Linked DNA regions of Mus musculus: region 1 is linked to region 2. A link is a contact called in public Hi-C data. All regions are on one chromosome and are shown on one strand. The core of a region is the stretch at or near the end of the contact, and the rest is flanking DNA. Distances in the headings are between cores, read along the strand shown.

Region 1 (6,979 bases), core at 3,601-6,100, 350 kb after region 2:
CAGGCAGGTTAGGAGATGCAGGAGGAGGAAAGAAAATTCGCCGTGCTTTGGAGGGAGAGAGAGCCACAAGCCATGTGAGCTTTCAGGTAATGTGGCCACTTCCCTGACTGGACCTGGGGTAGCAGGAGAAAGATTAGAAATGCAACTAAGCTGAGGGCATATTTATGGTGCTGAGCAAGGAGAAGGTAACTGGGAAACTAAGTTGAGGGAAGATTTAGAGGTGTTGAACTGGGAGTGAAGGTAAGGGTATGCTAGCCATGGGAGGCTTAGATGTGCCTTGCCATTGAGCTAAAAACATATTCAAAATAAGCTAATTTGTGTGTGTGTTTCATACTCAGATCCAAGGGAACCATGGTGGAGCTTCAAAAGGGTAGTACAAACTACATGCTACATACATGACTCATGACTCATATGGTCTTATGTTCAGACAGGATATGACCTCCCGTGCTGCAGCAAGCTAAAGCATATCAGTCTTACCCATTTCTTTTTCTTTTTTCTCTTTTACAAGTAGACTCCTTGTGTCTTGGGCCAGCTCTGGCAGGGGCTGTGCAATCAGTAGCTGGTTTCAAATATTGAAAGCAAGGGTCATTTGTTTAGAAAGAACCAGTACAAGGAAGGTGCTAAGAGAAGTAGTAGGTTGTATGAGGTTCAAAGGACACATTACACCTGAGCTGAAGAAAGTTAAGCTGAAGTGAGCATAGTGGTGGTGTTTGTCTCTGAGAAGCAAAGCCTGAAGCTACAGAAAAGTCAAATCCACAAAACAGTGAACATCATTTTTTTTTCTGGATATTTTTCAGTGGTTGCAGATCTCTTACACCATTGCCTCTGAGTAAGTGAATGTATATTTCCCACAAAGATAAAATGACAACTCAGTTCTTCAAATCAACAAATTGCCATCTCCTTTTTAGGCCACCTTGAGATCATAGCCATCACAGCTAGAGACCTAGTTGAAAACTGTCTATTGCATTTCTTTATTGTCTCTTCTTTATGTCCTTCATTGTAGATTACACCCTTGTCTTAGTCTTCCCTTTAGCTAGTGATCCTAACACTTTCAAAGGTCACATGTCAATTATTGTACAAAGTCTCCCCTCAGGTTTGTCTAATACATCCTTATTCTTGGTTTTGGATTATCCATCTTTGACCTAATGATTTTAAACATAGGTCTGGGGATATGGCTCAGTCAATAGAGTGCTGGCTGAATAATCATGGGGAACCTAGGTTCTGATTCCCTGAACTTACATAAAAAGCTGGGCACAGCGATCTGAACCTGTAACCTCAACACCAGGAATGGGTTTCATTAAAGACAGACAGATAGTGAAACTCACATTCAGGTTCAATGGCAGGCTCTTTCTCAAAAAATAAATAGGAAAGACACCTTACTCAACCTCTGGCATCCACAGGTGCACCCCCTCCCACATACATACATGCATGTACAAGCACATATGCACATACTTACATTAACAAGTAGTTACCATACCACACATGAATACACACTCACATACCCACATTTGCAATATCTACAATCACATACATGCATACCTACACTAACAGTACTTACCACACCATAACATGCATACACATACATACACCACTCAAGTACACACACACATACACACACATACACAGACACACACACACACACACACACACACACACACACACACACACGAAGAGAGAGAGAGAGAGAGAGAGAGAGAAATATTACACTCTTTCCTTTGAGTTTTATCAGATGGACAGTAGTTTATCTTGGGTGTTTCTTGTGATCATTTTAAGCACTTGAATAAAAGTGACATTCACTAGGTATGCTATATGTGAAGTAGCTAATTTATTTGCAGTTACTGACATTGTGTGTGTGGTGGTGGTGGTGTGTGTGGTGGTGGTGGTGTGTGTGGTGGTGGTGGTGTGTGTGTGTGGGGGAGTGTAATTTTGAAAGTACCCAGAGCTCATTCTCTGCATAGTTTCCATTCACATGCTTATTCACTCCTGTACGTTTGGACCTGTGATCTCTTCTTTCATTTACTAAACTGCAATCCATTGCTTGGTCTTAATTTTGACCTTCTAACCATTCCTGACTTGGTGAGTAGAAGCCCATTCAACTGTCTTTACTTATCTTTGACAGGTCTCCATTATTTAGTAAGCATTTATTTCTATCAGACACTGTAAGATATTGTAGACTCATACTGTACATTTTCTTCCCAGACCCAAACTCAGCCTTATCTTTATAAGCCCCCCACTTCCTTGTGGATAAAGGTATTTAGAAACCAAGATCTGGGTGTTGTTTGTGTTTGTGACTTTTACTCCTATGCATTTCCTTTCCACGGTCATAGCTAGGGAATATGTGGTACACATTTATACACCAATACTTCAACTCATTTATTTGTTTCTATATCTATCCCATATTTTGAAAGACCTGATATTATCAGTTCCTATGATGCTTTCAATTTATCAGTTCCTATAGGGTTTTATATTTATAACCTCTTCCTCTGAACTAAACCTCTGAATGGCTAGCTCCTTTTAGTTTATTCTTAATTTTATAAACTCTATTGTTTTTTTATAAAAGTGCAAATAAAAACATTACAACTCAATGGGCTTCATTGAATGGAATATGTATGTAAGATGGAGGCTGTGGAGCTTCACATTACATTTTATACTTATGCTTTCAGTATCATATATATTTTATATACTTATCGACTACCCAAAATAAAAAAATCCAAGACAGAGTTAGAACCAGAAAGTCAACTGACTTCATCTCCTCTTTCATAGCTCATATCTGTTACCTGTATTCAGTCCTAATGCCTAATATTTGTCCCTATCCCAGCCCACACACGTGACTCATTCCACTGCCGTTCTCCTTCCTCCTAAAACCTCACTCCAGTCAGGTTGTAGGATGCTGCCAGGTCACTGTTCCTTCTGGGGGCATTTTTAAAATTTATTTTGTTTATTTACATTCTAGCTGTTGCCTCCCTGCCCCTGTCTTCCCCACACAGTTCCTCATCCCATTCCTCCTTCCCCTTGCCTATGAGAGAGGGTGCTCCCCCTCCACCCCGCAGACATCTCTCTTTCCTGGAGCCTCAAGTCTCTTGAGGTGCATCTTCTCCAACTGAGGGCAGTTCACTGCTATATATGTTTGGGGGTCAGGTGGTAGGGGCTCAGAACAGCCCATATATGTTCCTGGTGGGTACCTCAGTCTCTGGGAACTCCCAGGGGTATGGGTTAGTTGAGACTGCTGGTCTTCCTATGGGTCGTCCTCCCCTTCTGCTTCAATTCTTCCCCAGATTCAACCATAGGGGTTGAATTTAGTCCAATGGTTTAGTGTAAGTATCTGTGTCTGTCTCACTGAACTGCTGGTAGGGCCTCTCAGAGGACAGCCATGCTAGGCTCCTATCCGTACACCAACCCCCACCCCAACCCCTACTTCCCAGTGAGATGGATCCTAAGTCAGGCTGGTCACTGGACTACCTTTCCTTCAGTTTCTTCTCCATTTTAGTGCCTGCAGTTCTTTTAGATAGGACCAACTCTGGTTTAGAAATTTTGACTGTGGCTTGGTAGCCACATCCCTCCACTTGAGGCCCTGCCTATCTACTGGAGGTGGACTTTTTGAGTTCTCTTTCCCCAGTGTTGGGTATTTTGGCTAAGGTCATCCTTATTGAGTCCTGAGAGTCTCTTATCTCTCAGGTCTCTGGTATTTTTAAGAGGGTCCCCCCAACCCGGAAGCTGTCTCCTGACCCTTTCTGTCCTAGCTCCCGTATCTGATCCTGTTCCTCTTTTCCCCTCTCCCTCCCCTCTCCCACCCAGGTCCCTCCATCCCTTTGCTTCTCATGATTATTTTGTTCCCTCTTCTAAGTGGGATTGAAGTCTCCTCATTTAGGCATTTCTGCTTATTACATTTACAGTCTATGGGGTGTATCATGGATATCCTGTATTTTTTGGCTAATATTCCATTTACCAGTGATTACATCCCATGTATATCCTTTTGGATCTGGGTTACCTCACTCAGGATGGTATTATCTAGTTCCATCCATTTGCCTGCAAAATTCATTGATGTCCTCATTTTTAATAGTTGAACAGTATTCCATTGTGTAATGAATATCTTCTTATTCACACAGAAACTTTGGGCTATAGCATCCTGCATAGACCAGCCCTTTACCACTGTGTCCTCTTGTCAAGTAACGTGGGCTCCTGTTTCCCACATCAGGTCATTCTTCCCATACCTTGCCTGGACTCTGAAACCTTGTGGCACATGCCTGTCTCATGACTCCTTTTGTTTCCCTCCTTGAACTTGCTCTGCCACTCTGGGCCATGCCTGTGGGCATGTTCCCCTGCCACTGCCTGGCTGTCTAGTTATCTTGTGTGATGCAGGCATACTTCACCAGGCTGCTTCCTGGGTGAGGTGGGTACTCAGAAGACTCACCCTGGTCATACTCTGACCCATCTTGCCTCCCTTGAGCTGAGATGCTCAGCCACACTGATTGGTTAGAACTGAAATGTCCAGGAACATACTCGAGGGGGAAAAGAAAGCATCTTAGTCTGTCTGAAATCCCATTCTCTCTAAGTCTCAATGAGCCAAGAGTGGCAAGTTTTCTTTGGTAAAATCTTACAGAACTAATATTTTAAGATACTTATACACCATCCTGATGTTCCACAAGGTCCAGGGAAGAGTTTTTATTTTACACCACCACCACCACCACCACCACCACCACCACCACCACTGGTTTTGTCTTTTCTCGGGTTAAATTTAGCACAGGAATTTCCCAGTTTGGTTGAAACCTGTTTGTCTTGCCTGCTTTCTGTGTACTTTGTACCGTGTGACCTAGCACTTCAGCTTCGCTGAACTCTTTGCCTACCACAAATATGCCATGCCCTTTAGCACGTCGGCAGCCTTTCTCCTTCTTTCCTGGTGTGCCCTCACCCTGTGTGGTGTCTAGAAATTGCTGACTCATTCTTCAGGATTCTGACCAATTTGCCCTTCTCACTGAAGTCTTTCCCAAGTCCTGGTGGTAAGTAGGCCCTTCCTGCTTCTCCAGAGAGTGTCTGAAAATGGGCAATTGCAACTCTGCTTCTGCTTAGCTGCATAAAGTTCAGCAAAGTTCTCAGCTTCTTCAGGTGTGAAGTGGCTTAATAACTGTATCAACTTCAAATGGTTGTCATAAAGCAGAGAGGAGATCAGTGCAATGTTAATCATTGGTGCTATTATTATTGTTGTTGTTATTATTATTTATTACGAATTATATTTTATTTCTCATAAAAGAGTAAGCTCTTCGCTCCAGGAAGTAATTCAGCATCAACAATATATGTGATCAAATATCATAATATGTGATCAGCATTTTCTGACTGAATTAAGTCATTGTGCAAATACTTTTCAAATGTGTGCCATTGTGTTAGGCAATACTATGATCAAAATAATTATGCTTTCTGACCTCCTGGAAAATACAGGGTGGTGGGGAAAGAGGGACTTTTGCAAATAATTACACAGGTGAATGAATAAGGAAGTGAATAGAAACTGTGATAAGTCTATATAAAAGGATAATGATTGTCATAGAAAGGTATGTGGTCTTTGTCCCCAGTTCCTGACACAGAGCTTCTAAAGCACTGGGACTTCCTGAGCTGATGACCACAGGAGCACTGTTTGTTCTGATGATGCAATACTTGGCAGACCCTGTAGTTTCAGGGTAAGAGTGGAGGTTTGAAGCACAGAACACTCAATCCAGACCCTTAGGTATAGTGGCTAGGGGCTGGATATTGAATTCATTATCAGTGATGGCCAATTCAATCAACCATGCTTACCTAATGAAAATATCCTAAGAAGCTTGGGGTGCTTGCAGGTTGATGATCATATCAAGGTTGTGGAGTTGTGGCATGTCTATATAGGACAGGAAAACTCTGTGTTTACCTCCCTCATTCCTTGTATATGTATGTGTTCCATTTGGCTGTTTATTAATTGTATTGCTTATCATATATCATTAATAGTACAGTGCTTGCTATAGACTTATTAGCCATGCTGTCAAATTGTCAGACATGAAGAGGGATGCAGGAGCCCTGAGTTTGCATTCAAGATAAGCAGGAGTGCATAACTTGAAGACCTGATTCTTATGACTGGCACCTAGAAGTAGTTCAGTGTCATGGACCTGGAGCCCTTAAAACCTGCTGAATCTGATGTTAACTCTCTTGATTGTACTGGATTGAGTGGCATAGCCCCAAGTTGGCATCAAAATTAGTTGTTATCAAGGAGAAAAGAAAACAACACCACCCTTCTTATTTTAGTGTCAGAGACACAATAAGTAAAGCTTAATCAGACCATGATGGAAATGATTAAAATGGGATGACAATGTCGATTAGAAGATTTGAAGTATTTTTGACAATGTGAATTTTTCCTGAGACCCAAATGCTGAATAGAAACCATAGAAAAGAAAGTCTGTCTGTGAAACTGTGTGGCACTAAAGAAATTGGCTCCATTATGCTCCGTTTCTGGATGTGGGGAATGGGGGTGTAGAAGAGTTCAGAGTAAGACTGAAGAGGAAGGCTGAGCTCCGCCTTTACAAAATGAAGGGACTTAGAATATTATGAGAATATGATGAGAAGCAAGTGTACTCTCTGGTTACAGTGGTGCACCTTCACTACAAAACAACATGGCTATGCTGGAAAGAATGTGCTAGGGGCACAACTGAGAGGACATGAAGGTCCTAGGGAAATGTAGACCAGGTGGTGCAATGGAACAGAGAGGAGGGAGAGAGAAGAAAGGAAAGGAGAGGGAGGGAGTAATGGAGAGAGAGAGAGAGAGAGAGAGAGAGAGAGAGAGAGAGAGAGGAAGAAGGAACAGGAGGTAGGGGAGGAGGAGGAAGAGGAAGAGAAGGAGGAGGAAGAGGGAGAGAAGGAGGAGGAGGAGGAGGAGGAGGAGGAGGAGGAGGAGGAGGAGAAGAAGAAGAAGAAGAAGAAGAAGAAGAAGAAGAAGAAGAAGAAGAAGAAGAAGAAGAAGAAGAAG
Region 2 (7,157 bases), core at 913-3,412:
GATTAGCGCTTTAGAAAACTATAGCATAACTTGTATTTCCACTTCTGGAGTTCAAGGAACTCTTCAGATCTACCCAGTTTTATTCGTCTTCTCCTCTCTCTGTCTGCAGTCTGTATGTTTTTATTATCTGTGTAGATCCATGTTCCTGTCACCATGGAGGATAAGATGCAGAGTTAAGCTGGGACCACATCCATTGCTGTACCACTCATTCATAGCCACCAACACTCCCGTCTCTAATCCCAAGAAACTTCAGGTCGGGTCCTTTATATGGAAAAGCTGTCATTCCAGAAGTGTTATGTAAATGAATTGTACAACATCTGAGTCTTTGTCTTAGCATAAGCCCCTATAGATACATTGTTTTAGTGTGTGAATCAGTGGCTTCTCCTTGCTTACCACTAAGCCATAGTCCATGATATGGATGAACTATAGCTTTTAAACCATAACCATTTGCCTATAGAAAGGTACTTGGGCCAGGTCTAGTTCTTAGCTATTAGGAATAAAGCTACCATGAACACTCACAGACAGGTTTCTGTATGAATGTAAGCTTTCATTTCTCCGGGACAAGTGTCCAAGAGTACAAAGGAACTTGTAAGGCAGTTTGTAAGTCTAGAATTATGTGCAGCATGCTCCTGCTCTGGGTTGCAGTTTTACTTTTACTTTAGCCTAAAATCTGATTTCATGTGGGGCCACGTTTCCCTGGCCCTCGGCCTGTGTCAATGACCAGGCTGATTAGGGAGCTCCTGAGTTGGGAGGGCGGCTTACTCTACATGTGACCTGTTGGTCTGTGGGAGACAAAGCTGTGATCAACCACGTTTGTCAGCTTTGCTGTGCCGATCTCTCTCTTCCTTTTCTTAATATATCTCTCCAGAGCTTCAGCACTGTGCATGGTTAAGCCAGTGACCACCGTTGTTCTTCCTCACTTCCTGTGGGGACACAAGGCCCCCCAGGGACCTCTGTGAACTTGGGAAGGGAATGGTTACAAACTTTCCTTCCTTCTCCTCTTGCCATCCATCGGCTGTAGTGAACACATGTTGCCAAAAGATGGCAGTGCACTTTACAGAGCTGAGATGGCTCTGTCACCCAGGACTCTGACAGCTGTATGTTGCTCTTTATATACACCTCGCAAATACGGACAGCACATTTTACAAAGTAACAAAAGCACCGATAAAAATGCTGTTGGTTAAAAAAAAAACAAAAAAACAAAAAACAAAAGAAAACATCGTGTTTGCAGCGAGCTTATAATAAAGAATGATTCTCTACCTCTTAGAAGTGAGGAGGACAGGGGAACATTGTTTAGGCATTTTTGTGCTGTTCTGGAGTAGAAATCTGTGGTGTGCTATGTTCTATCTTTTATCTGACTTAAGGTCAGCCAAAGAGCCGGGAGAGCCTAGTTTTGAGGTTTGAGCTTTGTGATACCTTTAGACTGTAAGCAAAATTCCCCAGCAACACTGTTCATAATTACCACAACAGCAATGGCTGATATAAAAGTCTTCACTCTCGGTATTTTTCCACGTTTTATACATATCTGTGCCTCAGGGCATGTGAGTGCAGAATTGTTTAGCATATGCTGGGTACAGAAAAGCTTCTATAAATGGAGAGGTGATGGGTTCATTGGATGTCATCAACAAACCAAATGGCGAGGATAGAATATAATGTTTAAATACAAGGTTAACTAATAAAATTGAAGCTGCGTGCACTGATTGAACCAGTGATGTCAAACTCTAGTTTGGACATGCTGACAGCCGGAGTCATTCTGCTCCCTGGTGCCACCTCTGGAAGCAGGCAGAAGTCCCTGACAACAGAGACTGTGGGGGAGATAGGCTGGCTCTGGATACCGCTGGCTGCCAGCTCTAGCACAGCCCCTCTATACTGTGGAGAGCATGCTGAGGTTAAAGTGTTCGTTCCACAAAATAGATGCCACAATCCGAGGACACGCAGCATAACTGTCATTCCCGGGGTGACAGGGAAACAGGTGGCTCCAACTCAGGCAGCAGCCTTTTTGCTAGTGCACCTCTTGGCAAAAGCCCCAGGCTAAGAGAGAACTGTGCTGCATGAAGTTCTAACTCTGAAACCAGATGCTGTTACCATAGAGACGAGTGAACTGCTACCGTGGGAGGCGCGATAGGGAAGCATGGGAGAGGGAGACAGGAGGGCAAGTGAGGCGAATCTAAAGGCTAGCATACCCGTAGACCTTCAACCTTTAACAGCCCTGGGACTAGCAGGCTGGTGCTCTTGAAGCTTGTGCGCTGGCGGCCTGCCACTTGCTGACTGGCTGAGTGGCAGCTGCTTGCGCTGTGAGTACTAGTCTGCGAGCACGTTGGCAGTTGGCAAGGGCTCAGGGGGGGTGGGATCTCAGAGGGCTGGAATGTGGATGGGTGCTCTGGGCCTAGTGGCTGACAGTTTTGCACAAATGTTTCTCGTGCCGGACTTAAGTCACCCTCACAGGCCTGCTCCGTGATTAGGACCGGCTGGTGAGAACCTGCCCATTTGGCAGATGATTTGACATGGGTTCCAGTTAAAGCATTTTGCTATCCCAGAAAAATGGAGATTTAGAACCCCCTCCCCCCACCTTTTCCCCTCACCATGGGTCTGGACTTGTATAGAAGGGGTTTAACTTCTCCAATCAGAGGCCATGTGATATGAAGCTTGCCCTCCCTCACCCCTGAGGCTGGTAAGGAGCTTCCAGAGCCACTCTGCATTTTGCCTCACGCTGGCTATGTGAGCAACAGTATGCTTCCTTCTCTGATTTCAGCAAATGCAGGGCACGTGCGAAGGACATTTTAAAGGACAGATTTGGGGGCCTGATTACGGACTGGATGAGTTAATTTCTTCCTAGTGATTTATAGAGGGAGGGGGGAACTGGTTAGGTCAGCCACTTTACATGGTATCTCTCTCTGTCTTACTAATAATAGCCAGCAACTGCTAAGAAATGTAAGGCTGAATAACTGATATTTGTCATGTAAAGAGGAGGGACTGCCTCTGCCCCGTGCAGAAGGCCAAAGGCATCAGGATGACTTTGCTCTTGAGGAAGAGGAACGCCGCCAGGCTGTGTGCTTTTGCCCTGTTTCACTCGCTCCTTTTTGGCAGAGAAGAGGCCTATTTGTGGGCATTCTGTATGAGCCGTCAGAGAAAACGAGGCTCTGATGACTTGCTATGTATAGTCTTGACGGGAATGTGAAATATGCACCAAAGAGCCAAGGAATGCACCCAGCGTGACCCCCACTCCGTGCTCAGACGGTGGGGTTGGGTTGTTTTCTCAACTTGGCCGGAGGGCTTGGGTGCTGACCTTTTTACCTTCCCTTCCAATCTCTTGGGTTTCTTGCTTCCCTTTTGCTTTACATGTGGCATATAATTTTTGGAACAAGCTTCGATATCTAGGTTTAGAAAATATATCAAGAGACAACAGGATGCTTTAAGATCCTGCCTGATGGATAAGAGGGTCCAAAATGGCGTCTACAGTCGGTTGTGTTGGACTCAGCATGCTGACTGACCTGGGGTTAGTTCTATTTTCCGGAGGGAGGATAAAAAAAAAAGTTAGGGTACATGCAGTGCTCTGGGATTCTGTCGTGCTTCTGAGGAGTTTAGGAAAATGTTCTCATTGCGACGTCCTCCTTATCTGTGTGCACAAATGCTGGGTAGCCGGTGGCTCCTTGCACTTTGGACTGTTCCCTGAGCACCAGAAGATGTCTTCGAGAAGGTAGACGTGGTTTGTGTGTCCCTGGTGTCTGGAAGTATGCAGGGTGCACAGTAGATACTCAGTTAATATTTACTCTCCTCCTCACTGGAGGAAGGTAAAAAACAGAAGAAGGAACAGACGAGCACCCTCTCTGTTCCTCTCTCCCCCAGCACCGAGAGTGGCCTGTTTCAAGGGGGTCTGTAATAGGCACCTGCATCCTCCCTATTGGCCAAATCCAACTTTGGCTTTCCCATCTCCGTCCTTCTCAGTTTTCCGGTGGGCTTGTCTGCTCTCTCTGACTTCCATGTCACCCGTGTCCAGCTTACACTGGTCTCACTGCCTGACTTGGGGATGTTGGTGTGTCTTAGCAGGTAGTCGCAGGTCCGCACCCTGATCCTACTTCTCTTTTCTGCATGCTGGCATCTGGTAACGACTCCAGCACCAGCTTGATGCATGGATTTTGCCGCATTTAGCAACAGCCCTGAGTCTCTAGTACCCGGCTCGGGCAGTTCTGATTGCATCAGCAACTTTTTTTTTTTTTCAGGATTCACATCTCAACCTTAAAAAGTGTCCAGAATGAAGTCTCCATGGCTTCCCAACACCCCGATTTTCACACAGTGCTCTTGGTTTTTGTGGTAGTTTACGAGTTTATCTTGTGCCCTAAGCATCTGTTTTCCACATCGCAGGTAGAGTGACCCTTTGGGAAGGGAAAACAGTTCATGCCGGCCTCCGTCTCACTGTTCTTCAGAGGCTTCCAGATGCCTTCAGCTCTGACTCCTTCTCCTGGCTTGCATGACCTGGCTCCTTCCACTTCCTGGACGGTGCTAAACTTTCCTATCCTAGGGTCTTGGCCCTTGTTTTCCCCTTTGCTTGGAAGGCTGTTGTACATTTTTCACACAGTGACTTTGCCCCTAGTTACGTCACTTCCTCAGAATCCTCACCGCACCACTGAGACAGCCTCTTGTGGGGTTTTACTCTCTGCAAAGCTTCCAGCGCCCTCTGAGATTATCTTGTCCCTCAGTTCGTCATTAGGTTGTTTTTTTTTTTTTTGTTTGTTTGTTTTTGTTTCTGTTTTTGTTTTTTTTTAAGGAACATTTTGTCTTATTTGTAGATTTGTTCCCCTCCCTCTCAAGAATAATAGGAATATAACAAGCTGTAATTAAATATTTGCTGAATCCATGAGTAACAGCTGTATTATTTAACCATCTCAAGAGTCTTAGGCTCAGAGAGATTGGGAAAATGACTTGATTTCTTAGCCTTTAAGGTAGCCCTTTCCCACCCATAATTCTACTGACTGGCCCATATCCTATTTTAATCATTTAGTTTTGAGTGCAGAGAAGAAAAGTATTCTGGCGGGTATCAGGATGAGCCTCGATGTCCAGGCTCTTGTCTGGAAGGAAGACTCTTGTAAGTCTTTCCAAAAGTAGTGAGCTCCTTCTGACCCACGTACTACCTGGGCCTCAATTCTGCTTAGTTTCTGAGATAAGACAAGATTGGAACGCATGGCTGTAGACCAGTAATGAGTTTCTTAATAAAAAGGAAGAAAGAAAAAGAAAAAAAGAAACTTATTAAACTTATTTTGTTTCAACTTATTTTGTTACAAATTACGTTGCAGAATTGCAGAATGCGATTATATGCGGGTGTTCACTCTATCCCCCTCCCCCTCCCGTTTCCCTCCTCCCCTGTGTGTGTGTGGTCAAGCACATGTATACATGCACATATGTGTAGTCAGCTTCTCTCCTTCTACCCTGTGGGTTCCAGGGATCAAACCCAGGTCATCAGGCTTGGAGGCAAGTATCTACCTGCTAAGACACCTCACTGGCCCGAGAAACACATTTACTAAAGTAGTATGTGCTAAGTTTGACCCTTCACTCAAATCTCAAAGAAACCAATGCAGAATTGGTATTATTCTATCAAAGCATTGTGAACTAGATATCATTACTCTAATTTTATACAAGGAAAAAAAAATCCCTGCAACTCAGGAAAGTTAAGTCCTTTGCTGCAGGTGGCATAACTATGAAGTGGTCAGATAGGATTTTTGCTTTTGCTTCTGATCTTTTTATGCAAAGGTGATTGCTTGGTAAGTGAGATATAGTCCTAAAATAGGAAGGGAAAAATGGAATTCAGTGCACCCCTGCCTAGATTGTAGCAAATATCTAAAGCACCAGAGCAAGTTATCAGGCAATATGGAAACAAGTTCAACCACAGCCAGTGCTTGAAGCACTTAACCAGATGTCTAGAATACAGAGTGAACATGTGGGTCTCTGGCAGACCTCATATACGGGATGACACAGAGCAGCTGTCCCCAGAGAAAGTTCTTTGTTACCAGACCCGCGCTACGCAAGCAGCAATTGAGCAGTCCAGGATTTCTTTCTGTTTCCACTATAAATAGAGTTCATGGGATTCTGTCTATGGAAGTTAATGCAACAAGAAGGAGCCGCAGAGTAAGGAATAAAGCCGCACTCATTCTGTAAACTAGAAACATGTTTGGCACCGGGAGGCTGAAAAAAAAAAAAAACCCCGCTGCTGTTCCTTGGATAGATTCTGAGGTCTTATTTAGCATATGAAATTGCAGAGTAGATCCTATTATGTAAGGAGACAGGAGGACAGCAGAACGTGGTTACAAAATGAAGAACTTCGTGCCCTTCAGAAAAGAGTTAACAGCGCGCACACAGCGCGCAGAGGGACCCGTGATAAGGGTGTGGAATGAATGGCCAGGGTGGCATGTATAGGTGCCCATGGCTGAAGCCTGGTGCGGGATAATCCTCAGATGTCAGATTTCCGTAAGGCCAACATGTGACTCAACGCTTGCCACTCAACACAGAATACTGGGCTGGTGTTAAGAGGCTGGCTGCAAGCTAGGCTCCCACTGTGCATTAGCCTAACGCCCTGTCGCTCTGTGTGTGGGTGGGTGTGCATGTGCTCGGAGGAGGGTATACATTTTGTGCAGTGGGTGTTTAAAGAGCTAAGCACAGAAACTGAATTTCCACAAACGACTATCACGAGCACTCCAGACACACCAAACTTCCTCTCTTGGTATTTTTTTTTTCTTCTTTTGTTTTCATCTCTGTTTCTCCCTACTGCAACTCCCCGGAGGGAGCATCCCACCCCCCCTCTACATCCAGCCTACAAGATTGGGATGGTTTTCTGTTCCCTATCCATGTGGCTACCCTCTCAAGGTTAGAACTGAAGCTATGTGGGGCCAGCACATTCTCCAGCACCAGATGAGAAGAACTGCCGTGAAGGAGTGACAGCCACCAAAGGAAGAGGAGAGGGACTCTGCCCTGCTGCAAACATGAACAACAGCTTGCAGGTTAACCTGCCCAGAAGCTGGGCTGCTTCGAGTGGCTCACTTCAGGAGAAGTCTGAGCATTCTTTTTTTCTTTTCTATTACTATAGGATGGAGGATGAAGCTGTCCTGGACAGAGGGGCTTCCTTCCTTAAACATGTGTGTGATGAAGAAGAAGTAGAAGGTGAGCAC

The links. A called contact is a pair of places that touch in the nucleus more often than the background predicts.
Region 1: a Hi-C map of liver shows a contact between it and region 2, with 2.0 times the contacts expected there. The contact joins two enhancer-like sites. A contact is called at or near these places in 2 of 484 Hi-C or Micro-C datasets (liver and nephron progenitors) and 4 of 115 datasets of contacts at active chromatin or transcription factors (astrocytes, forebrain, pancreatic cancer cells and 1 more).

Annotation. Positions count from the first base shown.
Region 1 is chr5:89,272,906-89,279,884 of GRCm38.p6, forward strand. No RefSeq gene overlaps it. Among named protein-coding and RNA genes, the nearest start is that of Gm35855, 51 kb to the left of the region's middle. Within about 2 kb of position 4,851, at least 56 of the 459 cell types and tissues checked have an H3K27ac peak or open chromatin away from gene starts, as enhancers often do. A contact at or near this core is called in liver and pancreatic cancer cells, where this site is marked.
Region 2 is chr5:88,927,674-88,934,830 of GRCm38.p6, forward strand. It overlaps Slc4a4 (solute carrier family 4 (anion exchanger), member 4), which reads left to right. Exons shown (of 27, transcript NM_001359211.1): 2 at 7,076-7,149. The coding sequence starts at 7,077. Among named protein-coding and RNA genes, the nearest start is that of Slc4a4, 44 kb to the left of the region's middle. Within about 2 kb of position 2,163, at least 131 of the 459 cell types and tissues checked have an H3K27ac peak or open chromatin away from gene starts, as enhancers often do. A contact at or near this core is called in liver and pancreatic cancer cells, where this site is marked.